Linked DNA regions of Zea mays: region 1 is linked to region 2. A link is a contact called in public Hi-C data. All regions are on one chromosome and are shown on one strand. The core of a region is the stretch at or near the end of the contact, and the rest is flanking DNA. Distances in the headings are between cores, read along the strand shown.

Region 1 (2,928 bases), core at 280-2,779, 820 kb before region 2:
CGGTGGTGGAACAAGCGGAGGCGGCGGCGGCGGCTGACGTAGTTGCCGTTGCCGGAACGACGACGACGACGGGATCGGTGTGTGCTGCAGGTGCACGGACGACGACGCTGGTGGTGGTCTCCAGGATGACCGGCGGGGCCTCCAGCGCGTCGTCGTTGGCCGTGCAGGTGTGCTCCGCCACGTACACCACCGTGTACTCTGGGGGTGCGGTGGCGCCGTCGTCGTCGTTGCGCTGCACCGTCCGTTTTGCCTGGCAGCCTTGCTTGGCGCTCTGTATGCACCTGTAGTAACTCCTGCAAATACGTACGGATATATATAATTTATTAGTGGTCACATCAGTAATCACTAGTAGTTGTTTGGCAACACATGCATATGTAAAAACTGTCTCGATCGAGATCGATGGGTGAATATAATGGCGCTCTTTAATTGCATGTGAGAGTGAGACAAGGCACAACGTGTGTCACGACAGTCGTATTAGGTTAGTACCTAGGGATGGATGGATGGATGGTAGGGACATCAGCATCAGCTAGCTAGGCATCCACCACCAGCAGCAGCTTGCAGCTAGCTAGTGTCACTGGACCGCTAGCTGCATACCCAGGCCCACACCCAGATGCCGCACAAAGTATTTCTTGGACTTTTTTTTAACTAAATTGTGATAAATAAAAAAGAACGAAGAGAGTATTTAATATATAAATATACGAAGCGAAATGGTGGCATAATAAAATTTGTCCTAACAAATTAATGTTTTCGGAAAGCAGCTACAACTACAACACTTCACTGCTGTAGCTCTGCTCTGCTGATGAAAAACGAAGAGCGAAAATGATTGGACAGCGCATCTCGATCGATCGAGATTATTCTCGGAACCGTTTTCTTCGTTTGACGAACGAACTACTCACTACATGCAAATAAATGTACGAAGGAATACTAATTAATGTTTTGTTGTTATTATTCACTGCGTACAGTATGTAAGAAGAAGGAGGAGATGGATATATACCTGGGGTACATGGCACCTTCGATCTGCTTCTGCCCGTACTTCCTCCACTGGTACCCGTCGAAGTCGGGCACTGTCGTCACAAGGCACTTGCTCTGCTGCCGCTTCTTCTTATTCTTCCTCCTCCTGCAGGCAGCAGCACCATCAGTCATGCATCATCGAGATCGAAGGAATAATATAATAAGACTGCTTGCATGCATGGATGGACAATCACCACGCACGCACCTCGTCCTTTTGCAGGGAGGAGGAGGATGAGGACAATAGTGAGGCTGCGCAGCCGCAGGTTCGTCGCCGTGCTGCTCGGCCTCGGCTTCGCTGTCGTCGTCCCGGTCTCTCTTGCTCCCCAGTCGTCGTCCGCCGCCACTAGTGCCCATGATGGACTCCACCTTAACGGGAGCCGCCGGCGCCGGGGGCGACGCAGGAGGTGGTAGGAACGTCAGTAGCGCGCGGAGCTGCGCCAGGAGCTCCTCCTCCCGCCCTAATACTAGCGCCATCGCCAGCGCCAGCCCAGCCCAGGACCCTGCAGGGAAGAACACAGTGCGCTTGGCTTGTTTAATTAGCTAGCTAGCTGGCTCTGGTGGCATTTATAAAGAAGAAGAGAAAGAGAGCGGGACTACGGAAGGCATCATATCACTGAACGCCAGCGCAGCCGCGCCCCAGTTCGATCGATGTGCCGGTCCTGAATTACGTGCACACCGGTGGCGTCAGCACCATGACGTATGCATGCCTGGTTACCTACCGCTACCTCTTCTGCTGTCCATCTTCTTCATCGTACAGTCGCCCGTACACTGTATATCTGTATGGAGGAGAGAAGACGACTTCCTTCCGCGTTGACTAGGGCGCACTGGAGGACGGCAGGCAGGACGCACATCAATCTATGACCCTCAATTAATAAAACAATTCACAACAAATGTAAATAATAACTCAAGATTAATTTAATAAGAGTAGTCAAAGTTTTTTTTTAAAAAAATAAGAGTTACTGGCATCGTATATTTATGAACGAACGAAAGTAGTAGTAGCTTTTCGGAGAACGCTGAACTGAAGCCAATCGTCGTTCCCGTCTCACGGGGGCGTTTGGTGTCCTTTGACCGGCACCGCAGAAAAAATATGGTCCCAAACACGTACTGCACGACCCTGCTACTGATCCCAGTGGTGGTCCCTCGTAATGAATAATGGTCCCCATCATGTCCTGTGCTCCCCGGTGCCCAGGCCCATGTGTAGCACAACGACCCTCCGTGGGCCTGATGCCACTACACTCCACTCCACTCCAGTTGTGTTTTAGACTCCAGCATTAGTCATCCACCCACCAAGCCAATAGCGGCTACTACGTCCTGGCCTTCCTAGTGCGCCCATGAACGTTGAGGTGTATGGACACATTCATATTCAGACTTCAAGTTTATAAAATATGCAGACTGGACTCCCTAGGGGCTCAATATAGAAACCTTCAAGTACAAAATTACATGTATAAGTATGAGCAATACCAGTCTCATTGTCACAAGAAGGTTGGTCATTCACTGTTAGAAATAAATGAAAAATGCAAAAGACATAGTTGTAGCATCAACAGGTACTGTTTGAAAGACACTGAACTTACTGAACAATCAATAAGCTTGCTGGGCCTAATCAGATATTTTTAATCAAATCAACAAAAAAAAATTATCATGTGAAAGGAAATGGGGAATTGCATCTACACTTCTGCTAGTTTTAATCAGTTACCTTACCTGTATACAGGCCAGAATCAGTACAAATGGTAGCAAAGAACCATAATTGCCTTATCTATCAGATTATACAATAAAACAAGATGTGGGCAGTTTGATTTTTTTTTTTTGCTAGTGTATTTTGTACTATAAGTCCTCATGGTGCCAAAGTTGCAGATGTGGTCACGCCTTGCTTTCACGCCAACAGACGCCAGTTCCGTGCATCCTAAGATCGACAAGAAT
Region 2 (2,876 bases), core at 330-2,829:
ATGGTGGCGTTGTAGATAATGCCCGTGCGCGGCCGCGCCGCCAGCGCCCGGAACGCGTACTCCTGCAGCGCCGCGTCCAGCGCCCTGGCGCTGCCGGGCGGCGCCGCCGGCTGCGCTGACGCTGGTGAGGAGGTGAAGGCGAGGAGGAGGAGGAGCAGCAGTTGGAGGAGGCAGACGCGGCAGATCAAGAAGCCCATGTCGGCGGGTGGGGTGCGGGGCGGAGCAGAGCAGAGGCCGGAGCTTGGCAGGTGGAGTCAGGACGCCCTCCGCATCTGGAATTGGCCGTTGGTAGGATGGGCACGCGTGCGAGAACCTTCCCCTGCTCCTAATTGGTGGGAAACAAGGACGGGGTTTGGGGGCGGAGAAGGCTGTCTGGGATCCTCTGCACGGGCGGGCATTTACGCCGCCCCGCTCGGCACGGTCCAAAGCAGCAGGCGGCTTCGAGCGGGAGGGGGGCAAAATGAGGGCGGCAATGGCGATGGAAGCGAGGAGGGGACAGGTGGAGCGGGAGTCCGGACAGGACCGAGTCCTACGAGGAGTGGCAGGCAGGGCGGGGGCGAGGACGACGCCCGGCAACAAATCGGGCCGCCGACCTGGACAGAAACGATGCGGAGATTGGGAGGAGGCGAGCGAGCGCTGCTCTCAGTCTTGCGGAATCCGGGCGGTGGGAGGGAGAAGGTGGACGCTACAGGGATTCGGGACGGGGCGCAGAACCGCAGAAGTAATGCGCCCCCCACGAATGGAATGACGGCGACGGTGGAGGGGAGGAGAGTGAAGGGAGTGGGGCTGTGGGGGGGACTGAACAGTGAAGACGACGGCGTCGACGAGGGTTTGGGGATTGGAGAATACCGAGGGGGGTCGTTTGTCAGTGTGTGTGTGTGGGTGGGTGGAGGCACGCCGTTTGCCGCTTTGTCATCTCACGGGGGCACGGGCCTTTTCGTAACGTTTGGATTCTTCGGAGGGGCCCTTTTGCATGTGAAGCTTCTCTGAACGCTGGATGGCATGTGGGCCCCCCCGTGCGCTTGCCGCCGCCTCCTCCAGCGCTGCAACGTCCAGGCAGCTAGCTACACACACCTTTGCTCTAGTAGAGTACTGATCATGCCTTGGTACGAGCAGCAGCAGCAGCTGGAACACTGGATGGCATGTGGGCCCGTGTGCTTGCCGCCTCCTCCAGCCGCTGCAGCTCCAACGTCTAGGCTTACTGAAGGACTTGATGCGACACGGCTCGGAAGAAGAGAGCGTCTCTTTCGCTGGAAAGTGGGACCACACGGATGTGTCCCCGCTGGACAGTGAAAGCTCTCGTGAGTCATGAGTACTTTCAGGGCTGTCTTTACTAACGTATATATATGGATTTCGTACTTTTGGGACTGGACAGGACTAATAACAACGGTCTCTATCCTCGTGTCATTTATTAACAACTTTTTATTACATCAGCTACAAAAATTAGTCTACCAAAGTAACCTCCCGTTTGGATTCGCATAGGAAAACAATTATTTATAGCGAAATAGAATTAGGGCCTGTTTGAGAGGGCTCCTAAACTGGCTCTCGCTTTTTGAGTAGCCCTACCAAACGGTCTCAAAAAATAGCTCCGGACAAAGAGCACCGTGGCTCCGGCTCTTCGAGGAGCCCTCCCAAACGGTCTCAAAAAATAGCTCCGGACAAAGAGCACCGAGGAGCTAGAGCCATTTTACAGAGAGAAGCCGGAGCAAAAAAATTGGCTCTTAGCGACTCCCCCTCTCACTCCCCTCCTCTCATGTCAAAAGAAGCCGTTTTGCCAAACGATTTGTTAAAAAACACTGGCTCCTATAGAGAAGCTGGTTTGAAGAGAAGCTAGAGCCGAAATCATTTTTACAGGTGCCAGAGCCGTGCAAAACGGGGCCTTAATTGTAAGGCTACGAACATAACTAAGGACCTGTTTGGGAGGGCTCTCGTTCCGCCTCTTGGAGGAGCCCTCCCAAACGGTCTAAAAAAAAGAGCTCCCAACAAAGAGCACCGAGGAGCCGAAACCATTTTTTATAGAGAGGAGCCGGAGCCCTTCTCTCGCGTCAAGAGGAATCGTTTTGCCAAACGATTTGTTAAAAAACATCGGCCCCTATAAAGGAGTTGTTCTTGAAGATAAGACAGAGACGGAGTCATTTTTAGAGGAGTCGGAGTCGTGCCAAACGGGATCTAAGTCTACTTTCCACCCAGAAGCATTGTGCTATTTGTTGATTGACTTAGGGCTTGTTTGGAAGGGCTCCCAAACCGACTCTGGCTCTTGTAGGAGCCTAGTCAAACGGTTTCAAAAAAGAGCTCCCAATAAAAAGCATCGATGAGCTGGAGCCATTTTTATACAGAGGAGTCGAGCAAAAAAAAGGCTCCTAGCGGGCTTCTTCTCACACTCTCCTTCTCTTGTATTAAGAGGAGCCGTTTTACCAAACGACTTGTTAAAAAAACTAACTCCTATAAAGAAGCTGTTTTTGAAGAGAAGCCAGAGCCGGAGTCAGTTTTAGAGAAGCCGGAGCCCTGCCAAACGAGGCCTTATTAAGACCACCATCCATGGTTGTTGTTGTAAGATCAGTCCAGCATGGTTGTTGTTTTTTTTTCTTCTGATTTTGCTGTAGAGTGAAGGTAGTAGCTTGTGCGCAGCATCAGTACTCCCTTTTCATCATGACGCGATGATGTTTTGGCCGTGACATACGCAACATAGTTTGCCACTTATTACTACTTCATATGGGCTTTGATTAAAGACTTTCTTCATAGCGTGTGGGTTGCGCGTATAGTGGTCAAAGGATGAAAAGGCAGCACTAGCTACATCTAGCTACAAGAAATGATGGACAGCGACAGTGAATGAGAACCATACACTGGTTTGTGATAATATATCTGAAACAATTAAT

The links. Hi-C and Micro-C count contacts between places; a contact is called where the count stands out from the background.
Region 1: a contact with region 2 is called in a Hi-C map of endosperm, with 2.4 times the contacts expected there. The contact joins the promoter of LOC100383957 here to the promoter of LOC103640699 in region 2. A contact is called at or near these places in 3 of 25 Hi-C or Micro-C datasets (ear, endosperm and tassel).

The regions. Positions count from the first base shown.
Region 1 is chr10:3,536,275-3,539,202 of Zm-B73-REFERENCE-NAM-5.0, reverse strand. It overlaps LOC100383957, which reads right to left and starts at 1,529. Exons shown (of 3, transcript NM_001176574.1): 1 at 1,217-1,529; 2 at 995-1,117; 3 at 1-293. The coding sequence starts at 1,485.
Region 2 is chr10:2,715,833-2,718,708 of Zm-B73-REFERENCE-NAM-5.0, reverse strand. LOC103640699 reads right to left here and starts at 1,579. Exons shown (of 1, transcript XM_020545637.3): 1 at 1-1,579. The coding sequence starts at 197.